Regions from separate parts of the Mus musculus genome. Here regions 1, 2, 3, 4, 5 and 7 are each linked to region 6. A link is a contact called in public HiCAR-type, HiChIP or PLAC-seq and promoter capture Hi-C data. All regions are on one chromosome and are shown on one strand. Each heading gives the region's core, a stretch centred on a gene start, on an enhancer-like site or on the middle of the called end of the contact. The rest is flanking DNA. Distances are from core to core; before and after follow the strand shown. Region 1 overlaps Dennd1a (DENN/MADD domain containing 1A). Region 2 overlaps Dennd1a (DENN/MADD domain containing 1A). Region 3 overlaps Dennd1a (DENN/MADD domain containing 1A). Region 4 overlaps Dennd1a (DENN/MADD domain containing 1A). Region 5 overlaps Dennd1a (DENN/MADD domain containing 1A). Region 6 holds the start of Lhx2 (LIM homeobox protein 2). Region 7 holds the start of Psmb7 (proteasome (prosome, macropain) subunit, beta type 7).

The links. HiCAR-type assays count read pairs that join an accessible place to other places. HiChIP or PLAC-seq counts read pairs in DNA pulled down with a chosen protein or histone mark. Capture Hi-C pulls out chosen DNA fragments and counts their contacts.
Region 1: a contact with region 6 is called in an H3K4me3 HiChIP or PLAC-seq map of embryonic forebrain, with 5 times the contacts expected there. The contact joins the enhancer-like site here to the promoter of Lhx2 in region 6. A contact is called at or near these places in 7 of 39 promoter capture datasets (the 3T3-L1 cell line, the C10 cell line, the HPC-7 cell line and 4 more), 4 of 484 Hi-C or Micro-C datasets (bone marrow-derived macrophages, cerebral cortex and cortical neurons), 15 of 115 datasets of contacts at active chromatin or transcription factors (astrocytes, bone marrow-derived macrophages, craniofacial prominence and 12 more) and 2 of 9 other capture datasets (adipose tissue and liver).
Region 2: an H3K4me3 HiChIP or PLAC-seq map of embryonic forebrain shows a contact between it and region 6, with 6 times the contacts expected there. The contact joins the enhancer-like site here to the promoter of Lhx2 in region 6. A contact is called at or near these places in 7 of 39 promoter capture datasets (the C10 cell line, the HPC-7 cell line, cranial neural crest and 4 more), 1 of 484 Hi-C or Micro-C datasets (bone marrow-derived macrophages), 16 of 115 datasets of contacts at active chromatin or transcription factors (bone marrow-derived macrophages, craniofacial prominence, embryonic basal ganglia and 12 more) and 3 of 9 other capture datasets (adipose tissue, liver and macrophages).
Region 3: an H3K4me3 HiChIP or PLAC-seq map of embryonic limb bud shows a contact between it and region 6, with 4 times the contacts expected there. The contact joins the enhancer-like site here to the promoter of Lhx2 in region 6. A contact is called at or near these places in 8 of 39 promoter capture datasets (the HPC-7 cell line, HPC-7-derived erythroid cells, cranial neural crest and 5 more), 11 of 115 datasets of contacts at active chromatin or transcription factors (craniofacial prominence, embryonic basal ganglia, embryonic brain and 8 more) and 2 of 9 other capture datasets (adipose tissue and pancreatic islet).
Region 4: a HiCAR-type map of kidney shows a contact between it and region 6, with 2.1 times the contacts expected there. The contact joins the enhancer-like site here to the promoter of Lhx2 in region 6. A contact is called at or near these places in 7 of 39 promoter capture datasets (the 3T3-L1 cell line, the C10 cell line, cranial neural crest and 3 more), 1 of 15 datasets of contacts at CTCF or cohesin (the NIH/3T3 cell line), 1 of 484 Hi-C or Micro-C datasets (nephron progenitors), 13 of 115 datasets of contacts at active chromatin or transcription factors (bone marrow-derived macrophages, embryonic basal ganglia, embryonic forebrain and 9 more) and 2 of 9 other capture datasets (embryonic stem cells and liver).
Region 5: an H3K4me3 HiChIP or PLAC-seq map of embryonic forebrain shows a contact between it and region 6, with 8 times the contacts expected there. The contact joins the enhancer-like site here to the promoter of Lhx2 in region 6. A contact is called at or near these places in 9 of 39 promoter capture datasets (the 3T3-L1 cell line, the C10 cell line, the HPC-7 cell line and 6 more), 4 of 484 Hi-C or Micro-C datasets (adipose-derived mesenchymal stem cells, bone marrow-derived macrophages and cortical neurons), 22 of 115 datasets of contacts at active chromatin or transcription factors (the 230-238 cell line, astrocytes, craniofacial prominence and 16 more) and 2 of 9 other capture datasets (embryonic stem cells and pancreatic islet).
Region 7: a contact with region 6 is called in a promoter capture Hi-C map of liver. The contact joins the promoter of Psmb7 here to the promoter of Lhx2 in region 6. A contact is called at or near these places in 6 of 39 promoter capture datasets (the 3T3-L1 cell line, embryonic stem cells, frontonasal cranial neural crest and 3 more), 1 of 484 Hi-C or Micro-C datasets (embryonic stem cells), 10 of 115 datasets of contacts at active chromatin or transcription factors (embryonic basal ganglia, embryonic forebrain, embryonic hindbrain and 5 more) and 2 of 9 other capture datasets (adipose tissue and liver).

What each region holds. Positions count from the first base shown.
Region 1 is chr2:38,012,444-38,015,207 of GRCm38.p6, reverse strand. All of the region lies in intron 9 of Dennd1a (DENN/MADD domain containing 1A), which reads left to right. Among named protein-coding and RNA genes, the nearest start is that of Crb2, 240 kb to the right of the region's middle. Within about 2 kb of position 1,262, at least 59 of the 459 cell types and tissues checked have an H3K27ac peak or open chromatin away from gene starts, as enhancers often do. A contact at or near this core is called in adipose tissue, cerebral cortex, cortical neurons and 8 more, where this site is marked.
Region 2 is chr2:37,907,666-37,910,544 of GRCm38.p6, reverse strand. All of the region lies in intron 13 of Dennd1a (DENN/MADD domain containing 1A), which reads left to right. Among named protein-coding and RNA genes, the nearest start is that of Crb2, 130 kb to the right of the region's middle. Within about 2 kb of position 1,619, at least 47 of the 459 cell types and tissues checked have an H3K27ac peak or open chromatin away from gene starts, as enhancers often do. A contact at or near this core is called in embryonic basal ganglia, embryonic forebrain, embryonic limb bud and 1 more, where this site is marked.
Region 3 is chr2:37,868,537-37,871,236 of GRCm38.p6, reverse strand. The region is part of intron 13 of Dennd1a (DENN/MADD domain containing 1A); the gene reads left to right. Among named protein-coding and RNA genes, the nearest start is that of Crb2, 94 kb to the right of the region's middle. Within about 2 kb of position 1,401, at least 17 of the 459 cell types and tissues checked have an H3K27ac peak or open chromatin away from gene starts, as enhancers often do. A contact at or near this core is called in craniofacial prominence, embryonic limb bud and pancreatic islet, where this site is marked.
Region 4 is chr2:38,039,497-38,042,347 of GRCm38.p6, reverse strand. The region is part of intron 7 of Dennd1a (DENN/MADD domain containing 1A); the gene reads left to right. Among named protein-coding and RNA genes, the nearest start is that of Dennd1a, 250 kb to the left of the region's middle. Within about 2 kb of position 1,322, at least 16 of the 459 cell types and tissues checked have an H3K27ac peak or open chromatin away from gene starts, as enhancers often do. A contact at or near this core is called in kidney, where this site is marked.
Region 5 is chr2:37,968,533-37,971,383 of GRCm38.p6, reverse strand. The region is part of intron 11 of Dennd1a (DENN/MADD domain containing 1A); the gene reads left to right. Among named protein-coding and RNA genes, the nearest start is that of Crb2, 190 kb to the right of the region's middle. Within about 2 kb of position 1,438, at least 18 of the 459 cell types and tissues checked have an H3K27ac peak or open chromatin away from gene starts, as enhancers often do. A contact at or near this core is called in cortical neurons, embryonic basal ganglia, embryonic brain and 3 more, where this site is marked.
Region 6 is chr2:38,349,954-38,352,840 of GRCm38.p6, reverse strand. Lhx2 (LIM homeobox protein 2) reads right to left here and starts at 1,533. Exons shown (of 5, transcript NM_010710.4): 1 at 948-1,533. The coding sequence starts at 1,067. It overlaps Gm27197 (a long non-coding RNA gene), which reads left to right and starts at 2,101. Exons shown (of 2, transcript XR_374289.3): 1 at 2,101-2,887.
Region 7 is chr2:38,642,522-38,645,233 of GRCm38.p6, reverse strand. Psmb7 (proteasome (prosome, macropain) subunit, beta type 7) reads left to right here and starts at 1,328. Exons shown (of 8, transcript NM_011187.1): 1 at 1,328-1,393; 2 at 1,783-1,876. The coding sequence starts at 1,332.

The DNA of each region.
Region 1 (2,764 bases), core at 13-2,512, 340 kb after region 6:
AATGCCTTGTATAAGATGAGCTGAAGAGATAAAATTAAAAACCACTTCTTTTGGGAACAAGACCCTCTGGCTACCTCATACTGCTTCCTTGGTAACTCTCCACTTGTCATGAGTACCTCATGACACTTGTGCACCCAGAAAAATTCTTGGCTTGATTCCAATGACCATAGATCTGAGTGCGTGCTTGCTGTTGCCTTCACATGCACACAGCTAAGCTCTTCACTTCAGATTTCATAAGCAACAGCCCCCCCCCCCACACACACACACACACTACCACCATGTGCCCAGCTCAAATCTTGGCACAAGGGATGCACACCTCCCTCTCTTGGCCAATGCCCCTTCCTCTACCATTGTCAGTGCTTTGTTAGACTTCATGTCTGCCCAGTCTCCCCAGCTACCTTGATCAGAGTGTGGGGGTAGGACTCTGAGCCAGCACAATGGCTTCAGGGGCCATGGGCTGTACTTCTTCCAGCTTTCTGTTTCTTGACTGTAACTGCCCCCATTATAAGTTAGGGGTGCTAGAAGAACTTTCGAAACCCCAGACTCTCCAGCTAATTGATGTAAAGTCATATTTACTTCACTAAGGGATTTATTTAGACTATCCAGGGGATGGGTGAAGAAAGCACTATTCGATGGCAAATCAATTATGCAGTTGAGTTTCCACATGTAATTATGAATAGATCCCATATATAATTACATTAGTATGCATTAATGTAATTATAGTTTACAATTAAAATTTTTCTAGTATACCTCATTTAGAGAAAAGAAAAAAACTAACACAAAGCTATTTTTTCCGTTTCTTCTCAGCTAGACAAACACACATTTTCCCCAGAGAATGTAGGACTTGGGTAGGGTCTGTGTACTGATGCCCTGGACAAGTGGTAGGTGATAATTGTGTCTTGTCGCCACACCCCCAGCTTGGCCTTTGTAGATGTTTCAGTGTTCACGAGAAGTCCTGGATCCTTTCCCAACCTTGCCTGCCCCATCATACTCACTCATACAGACAGCAGTCCATTGTCTGTGCACACCATCTGCTCTGGTGACCTGAGAAAGGACAGTTTGTAGCTGAGACACATTTTCAGATTTGCTTTAATTTTCACTTCTTTTTGGAGGAACTCCACCTTAACATGGCTGTGTCAGCCCAGGCGGTGGCCAGGCATCTTACCAGCATGTGCAAAGCTTTCCTGGTTCTGCACGAGAACAAACTAATCCTGTTTGCTTATCTGTAGCCCTTGAAGCAAAGAAGAGAGTGGCAGTTTAAGGAGGTTTGAAACACTGGACTTGAGCCAGGGCCTCTTTGCCTGCACACTCCACTCTGCATGTTCCAGCCGTAGGAACAAACTGCATTATTTTGTTTCAAACTGTGCTCAAGGGAAGCCAAGACCTTGTAACTGGAAACTTCCCAAACAGTGAAGTCTAAGACTAAATTTAGTGTTCTATTTAAAAAATAAAATAAATCGAACATTTTGTTTGTTCATCTTTTATATGTTGAGAGAGGGGGTGGGGTTGAGATTAACCTAGTCACACTGACAACCTAAGAAGAGTATTCAAAGAAGTGAGAAGCAAGCTAATCCTTTTGGTGAAGAGGGAAATCCTTAACAAAATGTAATGAAGTGGCATGAAATACAGGCTCAGCAGCCAAACTCACGAGTAGCATAGCCTCTCTAATCTCCATTACATAAAATTTTATCGTGGCTCAGAGAATATGAAAAACCATTCAAAGTAAATGAAAGAAACCTCCACTGATAGGAAGCAGGAGAAAAGATTGCTATGTTTTATTTATGTCGGTTTTTAAAACATAAATATAATTCACTGCTTTTTGAACTGTATTCATTTAATTATGTGTAAGTTGGTTTTCTTCTGTTTACCTTGAACTGTAACTGGAGCAAGAAGAGCCTTGTGATGTCGAGGAGACTATAATACAATAGTGTGTTAGCAGTAGAGTGTGTGATTCTTTAATACAACCTCAGCCCACCCCAGTTGCCACACTGATTTTTATCCTCCTCTGTTGCCACTTCTGTAGTTGGAACAAACACTGAACACCTGCTTTGGACTAGACAGAGCATTCAGATTATAAGCAATTCCAAATACTGTTAGAAACACCCAGGATCCATGCTTAAAAAGCAGGTTCACAGACAGCATCTCCAAACACTTCAGTTCAAAAGGTCTAGTGAAGAACCCAGGATGTTTTATTTTGTTTTTCCAGATTTCCCTATTGATTGATATGCAACCAGATTTGGGTTCATGGAGCATACTGTTCTTCCCCTCAGGAACAATATTAATTTGTTGGTATTGTTGGTTATGTACCACTGGTTCATCTCCACTTAGAACTGTATAACTGAGATTGTACATGTTTGTTTAGAAAGCAGTCGTGAAGACAGACTAGCACTTAGTTCTTTGAGAGATCTTCTCTTTGTGAGTTTTGGTTGTGGCCTTGGCCAGTCTAGAGAAGGGCATCTCTAGGCATAATCCAGCTTCTCATAGTGCTGTGGAGGCTAGAGCAACCCACCATGTGACTCAGGATGCATTGGTGAAAATAGATCTAGAAGCAAGATAGGGATTTTTAGCCACTTCGTTAAAACATACCTAAAATTATATTACTTGAGCAATAGGGGCAATTTGCAGAATAAATATATTTTTTTCTGTGGTAGGGGTGGGGAGCAGTGTGTCTGTGTATGTACAGTTGTACTCACCTGAAAGTGTATGTGGTAACTAGAACCTGACACTGGGATGCCTTTTCTCAATCATTTCTCTACATTATTAC
Region 2 (2,879 bases), core at 370-2,869, 440 kb after region 6:
TGCATCTAGCCTGTATTTTCCACTACTTATTGCCTTACACCTCAGTGCCTTTGCTTGTTTGTATTCGCTGTGGACCTTCAACCTTTATGTCTAGGTGCATACTGACTTTATCCCCACAGCAAGCCAGGCCATCAAGCCCACAGGCAAAACTGAAACAGATTTGGACTCCTTTCTTTGTGTTTCAAGCATATTTTTGAGGGGTTTGTCTATTTATCCAAATACCATTTTTGAATGCCTACTATGTGTAGCTATGTCAGAGGCCCCATGACAAGGTTGACATGAGCAGCCTTCTTCAGACAGACACCAGTCAGTCAGTGCCAAGGCAGCCCATTATGGTTGCGTGACTCCACCCACATAATGCCTGTGGATCCTTCATTCTCCTTTTCCCTCACTGCATCTTCTAGTCCCCACCTTTATCTTGCTGCTTCTTCAAGAACAAAGAGCTGACTGAATGAAGAGTTTCCTCATTCATGGAGTCTCATGACTTAACTGTGGTCACCTCAGAAGAGCTCAGACTTCTAGCCTGAGAGACCAGTCACTATTCACTATGATGTCAGTTATGTGGAGCACACCAGAATGGCCCCTGAACCTGTCTCACACACTGAGGGGACAAGGGGAACAGAGAGCCCTTTGCTCAGAGCGCTTCGGCAACAGCCACTCAGGTTTTCACTGGCCCTTTTTGTGGCTAATTTTATGATCACAAAGGGCCTCTTGGCTTCAAATGTCCTGTTCCAGGAATAAGCTATGTACCTAAACTGCAACCCTTCTGCCAGAAGCTACAACAGAGTAAACACTACAAGTGTGTTATCAGGGTGACTTGGATTCAGGCAAGTCACAGTTGTGTGAGGTTTGATTCCACATCTTAGTCCACCCATGAATAAGCACTGCCTTCTATGGTCTTGAGAGGTGCTCTTGACAGGATTGTAAAATGCTCCACAAAGCACAGGGCATGTTGCTGGAACTCAGTCTAAGCACTCAGTTCCTTGTGCTATCACTTGTATGGCTACAGAGCTAACAGATTACCCATCAGCTGATGGGAGGTGGTATCCTCCTCATGGACATCTTGCCTGTTTCCTCCACTGGATGATCTTTCTGAGGGGAAGAACTTCCTAGTCATCTGTGTCCCTAGCACACAACTGGGCTTGTGAGATGCTGGTTTAAGGCTCAACTAAAGCTGACCCTCTCAAGCAACTGTGCTGTGACTCCATCTCTCTAGCCTTCAGGGATGGTATCCAGGACTTTGATTGTCCCCAGTGCAGATACAGTTACACACAGTAATGCCAGCTGGTGGAATCATTAAATGATATTTTCACCAGCCCAGGGCCCAGGACATAGTAGGAGCTCATTAAAAGGCTGCTATCATCGTTAATACCTAAAATAAAATAAAAGCAAGAAGGCAAAAATGAGGATGGGCATTGGTCACCCACTTTGGTATAAAGTGTGGACATTGATTGGAAGGCCATTTCAGAGAAGCAAAATGGCCCTTTATTCGTTTTGGGGAAGGGAGGAGGGTTAACGAGAGAGTCTTTTTCAAGTGTTTGCTCCATCTTGCTGCCACTTTACTATGTGTGGCTGCTGTTGCCATGGCAATTCTTTAAGCAATTGAATAGAGCAGCACTGAGTTGTTGCAAACTGGCTCTAATTGCTCCCATGCACCAGGCCTGCCCACATGACACGCTCCACACAGCACTCCCTCTTTCTCATGCGTATTTTCATAAATCTCTGGGCATTGTGCAGCTCCCTTGCCCTTGTGACATTGCCATCCTTGGGCAGAGGGCACAAGAAGCAAGTCTGAGTGGGAGAGAGGGCACCACCAATTTTCCCTGTGTGAGAAGCCTTGCAGACCCCAGGTTTAAGGGGATAGCAGGATGTGGGCTCAGCAGGGCCTTGAAACCAAATAAAACACTCATGGGATAGGTTTATTATATGTATTTGCCATTGTTGGATAATTTAGTCATCTTTTTAAATCCAGCTGTACCATTCCTGTGGCCTCCTGCCATGAGGACCCTGTGAATTGTGTAGTAAGAACTTCTGGCTTTACCCTCAGCAGGACTGGGGAGAACCAGCTTGGGGGAGGGGACGCTGGTGGTTTCGGTACCTTCTAGCGTGTCAGGCAGTGAGCTGGGTATTTCCCATGGATCACTTAGTTCACCAGGACATTGTTCATGGGGTGAAGATAAGGGAGCCAGTATTTCAGAACCATGACTAGTGAGGAAACAGAAGCACAGATATTTATTGTGAACCTTTGTAGCCTGGGCATGTATGACTTAACTAGGCACTAACCTGATTGATCCTAAGCCTGTGCCCTTTCTACTGACACACTGTCTCCCAGTAAAGAGATCAGGCTTAGGTGGCCTGTTTCTGTTTATTTCTTTTGTTTTTGTTTGAGATAAGATCTCAATACTGGGGGGCTGGTGAGATGGCTCAACAGGTAAAAGCACCCGACTGCTCTTCCGAAGGTCCTGAGTTCAAATCTCAGCAACCACATGGTGGCTCACAACCATCCATAACGAAATCTGACTCCCTCTTCTGGTGTGTCTGAAGACAACTACAGTGTACTTACATATAATAAATAAATAAATCTTAAAAAAAAAAATCTCAGTACTATAGTCAGGTTGACTTCAAACTGTGATTTCCCTGCCTCAGTCCCCACAAGAGCCAAGGAACCCTATTGAAGGAAAATTTTAAGCACCAAAGTGTCAATGTGGCCCTCTCTTGATCTTTTTTTTTTTAAAGTAGATTTTTATTCTAGCTCATAATGATTATAGTGTGGGTATCAGAGCCAAGTTAGACACTAAAGCCCTTTTACCACAAGGCTGCCTTCCATGAGTTTACTTGAAAGTGAATATTCCATATGCATTTGAAAACTTGCCTGTCAG
Region 3 (2,700 bases), core at 152-2,651, 480 kb after region 6:
TTATTATTGCATTGACTCCTTTAAAACAAATCTGTGAAGATAGATGTTACAAAACCCACTTTACAGAGCATTAACCTGAATTTAGAGTGGCTGGCAGCATGTCCAAGACCAGTGCAGATAGAATAGGAGCTCAGCCACTGGAGGCTGACATAACAAAGGATTGCCTATTCTGCTAGGTAAGACCACAGAGTTGGGAGATTTATACACTTTGCAACAGGGAGCCTGGCTTTAAGAGCCCCTTTGGTTTTTTTTGTTTGTTTGTTTGTTTTTGTTTTTTTTTTTCTTTTTCTTTTTTTTTCTTTTTCCATTTTTTATTAGGTATTTAGCTCATTTACATTTCCAATGCTATACCAAAAGTCCCCCATATCCACCCACCCCCACTCCCCTGCCCACCCACTCCCCCTTTTTGGCCCTGGTATTCCCCTGTACTGGGGCATATAAAGTTTGCAAGTCCAATGGGCCTCTCTTTCCAGTGATGGCCGACTAGGCCATCTTTTGATATATATGCAGCTAGAGTCAAGAGCTCCGGGGTACTGGTTAGTTCATAATGTTGTTCCACCTATAGGGTTGCAGATCCCTTTAGCTCCTTGGCTACTTTCTCTAGCTCCTCCATTGGGAGCCCTATGATCCATCCATTAGCTGACTGTGAGCATCCACTTCTGTGTTTGCTAGGCCCCGGCATAGTCTCACAAGAGACAGCTACATCTGGGTCCTTTCAATAAAATCTTGCTAGTGTATGCAATGGTGTCAGCGTTTGGATGCTGATTATGAGGTGGATCCCTGGATATGGCAGTCTCTACATGGTCCATCCTTTCATCTCAGCTCCAAACTTTGAAGAGCCCCTTTGTTAAAAGTGGTAACATCTCCTCACTTATGCCACAGGACCAGGCTGTTGAGGTGGGTACACAAGTAGTGGTGCCCACACTGATCTGTGAGAGAACCAGTGGATGGGGGTCATTCAGAGTGAGTTTACACTGGGACTAGAGAAATGGCTCATCAGATAAGAGCACTGGCTGCTCTTCAGAAGACTCTGGTTCTATTTCCAGCATCTACATGGTGGCTCACTACTGTCTATAACTCCAGGTCCAGAAAATCTGACATCCACTTCTAGACTCTGTGGGTACAGACATCCATGCAAGAAAAAAACACCCACACATATACATACATACATACATACATACATACATACATACATACAATAGAAAAATTGAGGTAAATTTTAAAAAGTGACTTTACACAATGAAAATTATCATCGAGGGCATACAGGGTCTGGAGGGGAGAGAAGCTGGCATTTTTTGGCCCAGCAAATAGCTGTCCATCTGCTCTCTGTCAGAATATGTTAGGAGTGCATCTGGATTGCTGCCCCAGAGCCTCAGCTCCGGGCGGGTCATGTGGTCGTCTCCACGACAACTCCAGGAGTGCTGGAAACTGCTGTACTTGGAGCCAGATGCTGCTCTGCACATGTGGTCTAATTAGCCGGGGTTCCCTGCCTCCTCTGCCTCTCACCCCTCCCTGCATACACTACCTTTTCTTTTCCCTGCCTCCCTCCTTTCCTAGCCTTCCTTGCATCCTCTGGCTGGCTGTGTACTCTGTTTGCCTTCTCTTCCAGCATCCCTGTTATCCTATGCAGGAAGCTAGTGATACTCCAGACACCTCTGCCCCTGAGAAAGACACCTCTGGAGTGGGAACTGACAGGTGACTAGGCAAGGCAATGACTAGCCCCAAATGCTCTTGCAGTGGAAAGCTTGGGTGCTCAAGACCTACAGAAGGTTCAGCAAAGACCATGACAAGTGTCCCATCCCAAGTCTGCTAGATTTTTGAGTTAGGTTTTATAAGACATGAAAAATTCCCCAGGAGAAGATGTGGCACGTGAAAAAGCAGAGGTCAATGGAACCTTCTGGAGAACTGGTTACTGGAACCAAGGTATTTGGAGAATGAGAAGCTGAGGTGGGGTATCAGGCTTCTCTCCACCTCTGAACTTTACTTGGTTCTACAGGCACTAGGAGCCAGTAAATGGGGGTGACATGGCAGCTGTTGTGGGTGAGCCAAGCCCCTTCAGAAATGTGCTGCAAAGCCTCCGTAGGACTCTTTCATTGCTGGATGGGAAATGCTTGGGAAAGAATAGTCAGAATGTGCTGAGAAGTGAATTTTTGTGTCTTCTGCAGAGCCAGCACCCACCATTTCTTGAATCATTAGCTCTCAGGAAAATGTGCCCAATGAGGAAGGAGCATCTTCCTTTCTCATCCTATATATGATGTGCTTGTATACCCCAGACAGCAGCTCCTATCTGCTTCCTGCCCAACCCAGCCTGCTCTCTGCTCACAGCCTTTCATCCCACTCCACTTAACCCACCCCTGCCCTTCGTGGGTGCTCTGCTTTCACATCACCCCTCCCTTGGCAGCCTCTCCCTACTTTGTCTGGACAGGATCACCTTGACCATAGGTATTTGTTGAAGGGAGGGTTCTGGCATTGCCACCTCAGATGTGATATGAACCTCAAATGATATCTAAAAAGAACCGGGAAGGACATTACTGGCCCTTTGCATGTTCCTATAGGTAATTTCTGTCAACATCCTTGACAGAGATGTGATTTAAGACCTTCAATATGAAGTGAAGGGTCTCTCCCTTGTACGCCTAAGGAAACAGACTTAGAGAGGCTCTCTAGCTTCTCTCCTGGAGTTCTGGGCTGCACTGAGCCCTT
Region 4 (2,851 bases), core at 73-2,572, 310 kb after region 6:
GAGGGAGGAAGGGAGAGAAAAAAGGAGGTCTAGAGATGAGAGTAAGAAAGGTAAAGCCAAGCAGCTCCTTTTGTAATGGGCTTGTTGCTGTCAGGTAACTGGGGAGGAGCATACCTGGCTATAGTCAGGTAACTGTGGGGGTGAAATCTAGCCAGAATGCCAGAAGCTTGGGACATTGTCTGTGTGACTTATAGTCGCAGAATTATGGAGTTGGGGGCTCTGTGGTATCAAGCACCTGTCTCTGGGAATGTGGCTCGATGTTCCATTCCTTGAGTTTTCTACTGGGTTGCCAGAGCAAGCCTCATTCAACCAAAATAGGCTGCCTTTCACAGCCCCACAGTTTAGTATGCCACCTGATGGGAAATTTCTGTTCCAGTTGTCTATTTTGCTAGTGATTGAAGTGACTTAAATCAAGACCTTTAACTGTATGGGCTCAGCTTCCTTATCTGCCAAATAGGACATCAAAAGAGGTGTGTAGAATCTTTTCCATAATTCATTTACTAAATTCTTTATCTCTTAGTTGGAAGCTGCCATTGCCTTAATCAGAATTCTGTGGTGGACACCATTTGGCCAGGCACCTATTGTCATGCAGACCCGTCTTCCTATCACAGAGCCCTGGCAGATTAGAGAGTTTTCTCCTCCAGCTTCTCAAGAAGCAGTTACAGTACTGGTTTCAGGGATCAGGAAGGTGTCTGACTTCATAAGGAAAAGTAATGGGTTTTACCAGAATGGTATTAAAAGCCATAGTATTGCCAGTAATAATAACAATAACAATAACAAATCTATTTTAAGTTTCTAATTTATACTAATGTATACCTGTGATGTTCAAAATCGTTCCCAATGTAGGTATTAACATTCTCATGTCATAGAGGAAAGGTTTAGAGAGGAAAGGGCATGTATGTAAAGTCATGCAATTTACAAATGATGAACTAGCCTTTACAATGCTAAGGTAATAGGGAAAAGGAATGGACACAGGGAAGGAGGGAAGGAATTTACTTATGGAGGATTTGCTCTTAGGGAAGTAGAGGCTGCCTGAAAAGATGAGCAAGTGAGCTTTAGACCCAGTCATCACTGAAGCAGAGCAACCCTGCCTTTGTCTCAAGTCTTTTTTCTGAAACACTTGATGTCACTGCTTCAGCCTGTAATAGCATCCGACAGGTAGCTGTGGAGTAGCCAGGCTAGGTCACCAGCTGCCTGGGAGGAAGGGCCACTCCTTCCCCAAATGTCTGCACTGGCAGCATGCTGTCAGGCCTCAAGGACAAGCCAGCTCGGGCAGGAGGAACTATTGGGTGTGCAGCTGTTTCATTCCAGTGGATTCTAGGAATGTTTCTGACCTCCCCTGATCCCCAGCATTTCATGGGCAATGGAGCAAGACAGAATCTCAAAGGACAGCCTGGGGACTGGTTGGTTTGGAGTTATGCTGGCTCACTCTTTACAATCCACTGCATCTGTAAAGGCGGATGTCCCCCCTCTCCACTAGACATTCTTCTTCCCAAAATGCATTTCTGATTTGAAGGTCTGGTATTTCATTTGGAATAGAAATCCTAACATATTTGTGAAATGCCTTATAAAGATACAGCCTGGGCTTTGAATCTTTAACCACTTTCCACAATAGAATGTTTCTGTGTGTCTAATGTTAGGTGATTGAGTAAAGTAGAAATGCAAATTAACAGTTTGAATTATAATAATTGTAAAATAAAAATCCAGTTGTTAATCCTGGTGTGGTAGTGTATTCTGGAAGCAGAAGTAGGGAAGAATCAGTGCAAGCCCAAAGCCCAGTCTGGGCTATGTAGCAATTTCTAGACTAGCTGAAGCTACATAGTGAAACACTGTGTCAAAATCAATAAAATAGTAAGTAAGTAAAGTACCACTTTTTGGTAAGCTAAGTGCTTCATGTAGAAGTGTTTTCTCAGGTTATTGTGTATAAATGCAGAGACATAAAGAGTCTGTGGATACAGTGGATAGGGCCTGGGTATGGCATGACTGGCTCCAGCGTAGATCCTCCACATGTTCACTGATCTTAGACTATCTGCCTCTCTGAACATTAATCATGTCCATTTGTAATATGGAGATAATATCTATCTTCAAATTTTATTGTGGCAACTAGAAATGATGTTTATAAAGTATTTAATATAAAATTTTCCATAAGCAGGTGTTCAATAAATATCTTTTAAGTGTCAGACTAGCAGCTCATTATTACCATCATTGGCACAGCTTGTCTCCAGGACCTTTTATTTTAGAACGAAGATACGACTCACTTTTCAAGAAACCTACTTATTCTTCCATTACCCAGGAGTATAAGGGGTTGGGGGGGAGGTCCAGATTGGAACTTAGGCCATGGCTGAGCTGAACCTTTCTGCCCATGACCTTTCCTGGCCTTTCACAATCCATCTTTAATTGGCCAGCACAAGGCTCCTTCCAGTGCCACTTACCATTATCTTCTGAGCCTTTAACTGCAGCCAAGGAGGTGGCATTAGTTCAGCCAGTTTTCATTTAACTTGGAGATATGAGCTTGTTACAAACATGGAGATGTCTCATTGCAAGTCTTTGAAGTCAAGTCTTCAACCTCTCCCAGGCTTCATGACAATCGCACTGCAAGTGAGGAGCTTATTCTCCATTGGCAACCATCTGTAGCCCTTTCATGTGGCATGAGTAGCCTTTGGCTGGAACTGTCCTGAGCAGATTTTGATTACAGTATAGATTGATGTGACCTTAGATGCTAAAATGGAGTAGCAGGATTGGTTGGGATATCCTGTCACTTAATGAGTGATTGTAGTGTTATTTGGTTGCTAAGAGTCCTCTGCCTTATTGAACAGCAAACTATAGAACTGGCTACTTTCTTGTGTTCAGA
Region 5 (2,851 bases), core at 189-2,688, 380 kb after region 6:
ATGACGCAGCTACTGTCCTCAGTGTTTGCTCAGCACCAGCTGTGTCATCTTATAATAAATGGCCCAGGCTCTATGTGGGACATTCCCAAGCTCAGTCACTTATTTTAGAACTTTAGTTTGTTGTTTATGAATTGAGACCCCAATGTCTACTGCACAAGGATATGGGAAGACTTTAAATTAGATTATAATATAAAGCCATTTTCTAGGTGCAGGTCTGTATGGAAAAGGGTAGGTTAAAACCATAATTTTAAGGGGCTAGTAATCAAGCACATGAAGAACACCATGGGAAGTATCACTGAACCTGTTGTCCCTTGTACTTGACTAAGGAGTTGGAAACCATAACTTGTTATAGGAGCTAGAGTCAGGAAGAGTTCCTAGAAAAGCAGGGAGGAGCCAGGCTGTCTCACTAAATACTCTCTCCCCGGTCCCACCAACAGAAAAAGGGAATAAAGAATGTCAATTTCTTGACTCTTACATGAAAGTTTCCAGCAATGATGGAGTAAAGGGTATGAAGTTTCACTCTCTACTCCACTGTATAGAGGCTGTTTTGGGATAGACTTGGAAGATTGTGGCTTAAGGAGAAATGGCAGAACTCAGCTTAAAGGGGGGAGGGCCTACCAATATTGAACTGGCTGTCTCTGGAGAGAACCTGTGCATTTGTCAGTGATTCCCCCCAGTCTTGTTTCCCAGCCCACAAAGAGGGGAGCCAGAGCTGTGTGCCTTGTCTAGAGGTGGCAGGTGAAAAGCTGAAACACCAACCTTGGGGCTTTCTGGCCACCCAAACAAGCTCCAGGTACCTGTGGGTACTCTACTGAGGCAAGGTCTACTCTGTGTCAGATTTTCCTAGGGCCCATCACAAAGGAGGCCAACAGCCCCTGAAGTTCAGAGATCATGGTATAATTGTCCCTGAGTTCTTTTAGCCCAACAGCTCTTGTGAATGACTAACCAATGTGAGTGGCCACTCAGAAGAGGCCCCACTGGAGAGCAGGCCCTCTGCTGGTCTGGGATGAGGTCTCAAGCTGGGTTAATGAGCATCAGTGCTTACTACCATGTGAGGTGGGGTGGCCCTGACCTGGGAGTGTTTGTCCCACTTCCCTCCCCTGCCAAGCTTCTGTTTCTATTTAAAGCATGCTGGGAAATTCCAGTGGGTTCTTAAGGCTCTCTGAGCTGTGGACTTCGATTTTAATTTTGTGGGGCAGGAAGGAGTCCATCAGTGACTCCTGGCTCCAAAACAAAGCTACCACGTTTATCAACTGCTTGGCAGCTTGGTGACCTCTGGGTCAGAGAAAGGGAAGAAACATGTCACATTTCCTCTATTCGTACCCAAGATTTCAGGAGAATCAAGAGCTTAGGTTCCCATTTGCCTCTCCTCTTCCCATCTATACTTGCCTCTTTCCTCTTATTTCTTTGCTTTCCTCCTAGGAGGCCACCGGATCCCCAAGCTGTTCTTTGTTATGTGCTCATATATATGCGCATGCATTTGGCTACATTTTATATGTGCTGAGTAGTACAAAGAACACTGCAACCATGTGCTTCTAACAACACAGACATACTATTTCATCTCTTTAGCCTTGGTTTTCTCATCTATCAAATGGGTTTGATACTCCAGCAAAAGCTCTTGAGGTCTATTATATTTGTCAGAAGAAACAGTTGTGTCAGAGTAAGTAGGGAGTGGTGTCGGTGTAAGCTGAATCCCATGCTCCTGAGCTATGTGTTTTTACTCTCAGACCCTGAGGATCCCTCTTTGTCATATAAGGGTATCCGAGATTAAGATGATATACACAAACGGTTGGGCCACACAAGTGCACAACGAGTGGCTATCATTGTGTTGCTGCAGACATCAGACAGAGGTGATGGATACAGAATGCATAGGAGCTTCTGTCACTTGCCAGTCCCTCAAGATTTTCTGTGACCTTCAAGTTCTGTAATCCCAGGCATCCAATTAGCAGGAGAAATGACTACATAAAACCCAGAAGTAGTCACTCAGTATAAATTTTTGATAACAAACTATTGAGATGTCATTTGGGTTGGGTTTCATTTTAACTATATCCTCTACCTTCAAAATTAAAAACAAAGAAACAAACAAACAAATGCAACCCACTATTGAAAAGACTTGCTTGAGAGGGCATCTTAGCTGAGCAGGAGGCAAGTCATTTACCCTTTCCCAAAGGGATGAACTGAGTGAGCCATGGTGGCCATGGTAATGAGGATATGAGTTCTATCAAAACAGTGTGTTTCTGGGTGGTGGTAGTACACGCCTTTAATGCCAACACTCCAGAGACAGAGGCAGCTGGATCTCTGAGGTCGAAGCTAGCCTTGTCTACATAGTGAATTCCTGGATAGCCAAGCCTACATAGAGAAACCCTGTCTGGAAATAACAAACAAACAAACAAAGCATAGTATGCAGGAACCCGAGAGACGACTTGGTAGATAAAAGCAGTTACTGTGCAAGCCTGAGATTCTGAGTTTAATCCCGGAGTCCACATGGCAGAAGGAAAGAGCTGACCCTCCAGGGTTGCCCTCGAAATGCTGATCCATAGCATACATACATACAACAACAATAATAGTAAACAAGATAAAAAAGAAAAACTAAGTTCCATCCTGCACACCTTTCCCACCCCCAGTTATCCCATGTTGGGCTCTTTGGTGCTGCCACTGGGAGCCTGTGCAGAGTAGATGTCCAAAATTACTCTGGTCATGACTGACTACACAGACACAAAATACATATTTGTTCTTTTAAAAATGCACTTATGATCATATGTAGCAAGTATCTATGTACCTATATTACAGATGACACGGGATTCAACTGTTTTTAAAAAGCCTGTCCTAGGCCCCTAAGATCCAGACCAGC
Region 6 (2,887 bases), core at 284-2,783:
AGCCTCAGTAGCCTCTTGATCCTTAGACCAAAGGTTCAGCCCAGGGCAAGTCCAGCAACTTCTGGTTCCCGCTTGGGTCTTGCGAGTAGGTTAAGTGGGATACAGGGCGACCTTCCAGGAGGGTGCAAGGCAGGCCCATGTGAAATTTTTTTCCTAATAAAACTGAGCAGCGGAGGTTTATCCGGAAAGAAAGGCTTAGGGGAAACCCGGAGGTCACGGAGCTGTGGCTCTAGAAGGGAGAAACTCGGGCCAGGCTTCCCACCTCCTCGGTCTCTAAAGGTCACTGCAGCCGCTGCTTAGGCAGCGTCTGCTAGTCTGGCCCCGGGGGAGGCTATTTGGGGCCGGGACAGCAGAGCCAGGTACAGAGAACCTAATGGAGTCTCCTTCCGCAGAAGCCAGGCCGGTGACTGAACTCCGAACCATTGCCTGGCCAAATCTAGCCAGTTAGGAACACGGGTCACGATCAACGGAAAGTGCTGGCCCAGATGTCGCAGGGCCCTGAAACTGAGCTAAGGAGAGAATCCCAGACTGCCAGAAGACTGAAAGCGATTCAAACCAGCTAGGGCTTCCACCGGTTCTCCCTTTTCCCGAGGCGTCGGCGCCAGCACCAGGAGCAAAGTAGTGGAGAGTCAGGTCTGTGGACCGGAGCGCCTCCGGGAGCGGAGAGAAGAGAGTGGCCTCCACTTCCACTCCCCTTCCACTTCTAGAACAACGTTCTCCTCCACCCTCGCAGTCCAGATCTGGGTTTCAACCTTGACTCCCTCCTCCTCTCTAGCAGCTGAGTTTCCCCTGAGTCTGGTGCCCCGGGCCTTGCACCCTGTCCGAGGATTCCCCAGCCTTGGTCCCGTGCGTCTCGGAGGACTCTACCTAAAGTTCGGGGAACAGAGGCGCTGGCTGGCCCCGCCAGGTCCCAGCTCTCAGCCCCAACTCCACAGCCGCGCGCCTACCGTCTCCGTGTCGCCGCGGTCGATGGCGGAGCTGATGGCCGGAGCCTCGCTCTTGGCCCTGCGGTCCATCTCGTCGATGACCCCGTGCACCTCGGGGCCCGACAGACTGTGGAACAGCATCGCGGCGGGACCGGGGATGCGGCTGCCCCGAGGAAGGGCTTGCCCCCCGCCTCAGCTGCCTGGCGCTCCCGGCGTTAACCGGCCCAGTGCATCGCCACCGCGGCCCCGGCCCCGCCCGAGCTCGGCTGCGCCCCCAGGCTGGGCTCCGGGCCGCGGGCGCCTGCGGGCCAGGACGCCTCCCGCCGAGGCGTGGGGGCAGCTACATCGCGGGGCGCCTGGACGGCGGCGCCGAAGCCAGGGTCACAAGGGCAGGGGGTGAGGTGGGGGCGGGAGACCAGGGCAGAGGTCGGCGCCCGCTGTGGGCGCTTTCACGCCGCAGGCATCGCTAGCTGGGTTCTGGCGCCCAGGGCGCAAATCAGGGGCGCAAACTCTGCCCCAGGCGGCGGTGGCTGCAGTCGGGGTTCACCCAGGAACAGCTAGGTGCCCGCGGCGGCCCAGATGCCTGCACGTCTCTTCCCCCCGGGGTGTGTTCCCAACCAAAGGCGAACTGGAGTAGGGGGTCTCCGCGAAGCCTGCGAGCTGAGCCGAGCCACTGGGAGAATTGAAGAGGAGGAGGAGGAAGAGGAGGAGGAGGCGGCGGCGGAGGAGGTGGAGGAGGAGGAAAAAGGAGGAGGAGCAGAGTGGGAGGAGGAGCCGACGGCCGCGGGCCCAGCCGCGCGCAACGCTACCCAAGCGCGCGCCGAGCTCAGCCTCGGCTCTGCAGTCCGCGCCAGCGCAAGCCTCCGCGCCTTTTCTACAGCCGCGCCTGACATCACGTCCTGCCGCCGTGCCATTGGCCGCCCGCCGCCCCAGGCCTTGGCAGCGCGTGCTCCGGGAAGGCGGGAGACCCAAAGGGAGGGGAAAGGCTAGAGGAGGAGAGGAGCGGAGAGAGGAGGTGGTGGGAGCTGGTGGGCGAGGCTGGAGGAGGAGGCGCAAGGGAGGGAGAAGGGAGAGCGCGGGGTTTGGAGTTTTCTAGGCTGCGAACAGTTTCCTGTGTTTCTTCAGGAAGAAAAATTAAACCTTTCCTGGAGTCTCTGTCCTAAAAAAGCGCTGCCAAAGGATGCTTGAGGAAGTCTCCATTCTCCCCCTTGGCCTCTGGAACCTGGGGTTGAGGAGGGGCAGAGAAGACAGACCAGGAGTACTGTTTCAAGAGCCTTCGGCTGCTTCCCGCCCATCTGGGCTTCGGTCTGGGGCGCTACTCTCTGCGCTGCGTTTAGCAGCGCAGCCCTCCCGGGGACCAGGCGCAAGTGCCACCAGAGCAATGACTCCCAAGGGTAGCGGGCCGGCCAGCATATCCTCTCTTCAAGTGAGCTAGGGACTATACTGCCAGGCGTGTAGCTCCTGGATTTCTCCAAAGCTCTGCAGTCTGGAGGCATGTCTTTAGGAACTCAGAAAAAGAAACAAGGAGTCCATAGCTCTCTCCCATGTACGTGCAGTGTGATCCGGAGACAGTGACTCAACCTCCTTTACAATGTTTGACTTTCTCAAAGGGAAACAAGAAGGCCCCCTCCTTTTAGGTGTTTGGGTGTGATGAAAGAAATGAGTGGAAAATATATAGAGCATAGTAGGCACTCAGCGAATTTCTTAATCGCTCCCTCTTTTTCTTTTCCTATTTGGATCTTCTCACTCCGGGATATACTTGGCAGTTCTTAAAGACCAGAGGCCTATTCTCTTCCTTCCTATGGGGTACTCCATCCCACTAGCTCTCCCACTCTGGACCCACCCTGCCACCTGGTTGCACAAGAACTAACAATAACATGGCCTGCCCAGCAAATCCCAACTGCCAGCCCTGAGTCTCGTGGCTGAACCCGGGGCAATGGCTAGGTGTCTGGTGGAACAGG
Region 7 (2,712 bases), core at 79-2,578, 290 kb before region 6:
GTAAATGAATTCATTTCACAGTCATGGAGGGTGTCACTTATTGCCTAAATAAGTTTAAAAATATTTTCCTGACTTCCGCAGCAAGCCTCACATTTCCATCAGTAGAAGATTTTCTTAAAATTACATAACACTGCACTCATAGTGCTGGGTAACATTATGAATTCTGTGCCCATAAACAATCCAGTGCCTCTCCTTCAGCCTTAACAACTACTGATTCACTTTATGCTTCTGCAGATTTGCCTATTTTGAGATACTTCATACAAATGGAACTCTCTAAGGCTGGGGAGATGGCCCAGAGGGAAGATGACTGAAAGAGTAAAGTGGAGAGTGGTGGAGGACTCCCAACATTAACCATACACCCACATGTACCCACAGGCATGTGAACATGATTACCACATGAATGTATAGTATATCACATGTGAATGTAATTATACAATGTGGTTCTTCTTCTCCATGCCTAGTCTCTTTATATTTAGCAAATTGTTTTCCAGGGTCACCCCTGATTTAGTAGGTATCACATTCCCTTCCCTTTTACGGCCTAATACTGTTTCACTGTGCTGATATTCCACATTTTGTTTACTCATTCATCCGTCAATGGGCATTTGTGTTGTTTCCCGATTTGCCTGTTAGGTACCTGGTTGCTATGCTCATTTGCCTAGAAGCATCTGTGAACTTAGCTTTCCAGTTCTTCTGGGTAGGTATGACAGTGATAATTTTGGTTTAAGATCCAGTTCGTTTTCCGGAGCAGATGACCGTTTTATATTCCCACCTGTCACAGAGAGTTTTTCTCTGTCCAACTCCAGTCATTGTAGTGGGTCCAAAGCAGTGTCTCACTGGGGGCTTGGGGTTGCCTTGTCCTCGTGACTCAGGGCACGAAACGTCTTTCCATGTGTCTGTTTGCCTTTCTGAGGAAGGTGAAAGCTCCGTTACACACTAACAGTAGGAAATAAGGGAGTTGAAAGGGATTTGCTCAGCGGCTTTGCCTGGACCTGGGGTGTGTGGATGTCCCTGATACACGCCGGATTCTAGTTTAACCGCAGAAACAGATCTGGTCTGAGCGTCAGGAGATTTGGTTATTGGGGGAATTTTATTATCTGATTTAACAAATTCCATCCCTTCGGCTGATCGTCAGTTTCCCCTTCCCAGGACTTGAGGCAAAACTACTTCAAAGACCCAAGCCTCTCTAGGAAGTGAGAACTCAAGAACTCTATGTCCAAGAGCGCCAGTTCGAAGTTTGCCCCGCCCTCTCGTCCCGGTCTCTCGCGGCGCCGGAAGTGCTAAGTTCTTTTTTTGTCGCTCCGCCCTCGGCCCGGAAACACTTTCTTGGCAAGATGGCGGCTGTGTCGGTGTTTCAGCCACCGGTCGGAGGCTTTTCTTTTGATAATTGTCGCAGGTGTGTTCATGCCCGGGGGCGCGATCGGGACCCGAGTGGGAACTCTGTACGCCGGATCGGAACTGGGCTGCGGCCGGGGTCGGGGGCGTGAGGCGAGCGTGGGGATGGTGCCCGCGGCCGTGTGACTCAGGGAATCGGGCCCCAGCGCGGGCTGCTTCTGAGGCCGGCGCGGCCCTCTCCCCTTGCCAGTGTGTAAGGATTTGGACTTTCCTGTGGCTTTGGAGGGATTGGGTCACCGCCCCGATCTGTAATTCCTCGCCGATGGTGCTAATAATGGGAGAATCCAGTGATCACACTGGGGTGGAAGAAAATTGAGTTCCTTCCTAAGCACCCACTCTTCTCGCCAGTGGTCTTGTCCTCTAACACTTGATTTCTGTGCCTTCCCTTAGGAATGCTGTCTTGGAAGCGGATTTCGCAAAAAAGGGGTTCAAGCTCCCGAAAGCTCGGAAAACTGGCACTACCATCGCGGGGGTGGTGTATAAGGTAAGCCTAGACAGGCCGACCGTAGCGGTAACTGACCTATTAACCGTAGTTAGACCACTTGGACTCAAGCTTCCAGCTAGAACTGTCAGAGTGCATCATGAGAATCGGCTTTTATTAGGGAATGCCTTGATCAAGAGGTTTTACATGTTAAATAGTTTGTATTTACTCATTTTGAAGTTTTACACATGAGGGCAATTTGGCTTTTCCTAAGGTACTCTAGGAAGCAGGATGCTACAATGGGAAAGCACAGAATTTGGGATTAATTGGTTTGTTTAGATGTTTAATGCTTCCATACTGTTTCTAGTGAACTACTTGGGCAGTTTAGTCCCCCCCCCCCCCCCCCCCTTTGAGACAGGGTCTCATTATATAGCCCCGATTGTTGTAGATCAGGCTGCTTTAAACTAGAAATTTACCTGCTTCTGCCTCCACAACGTTGGGAGAGCCACTCTGCCCTCAGCCTTTTTTTTTTTTTTTTACAGAGTTAAATCTCTATCCATCAAATGGAGATAAATCCTGAAATAAACTGTAAAGATAATAAAGGCTAGCGATTAATGTTGTTAGTGGGGTGAAGAGAGTCACATTTCAAAAACTAATAGAGGTGACTGTTTCCTAAATTTTCTCTGTGTATGTGCTTGTACATATGCTATGGGACAAGTGTAGAGGTCAGAGAACAACTTGGTGGAGTCCATTCTGAGCTTCATGTGGCTTCTTACAATGGAATTCAGTTTTCCAGGCTTGCCCGACTAGTGTATTGTACTTGCTGACCTATTTTGTTGGAAATATTTTGTTGGAAAGATTGTGGGTCTTCATTCCACATTTTTTCTTTCCAGTTTAGC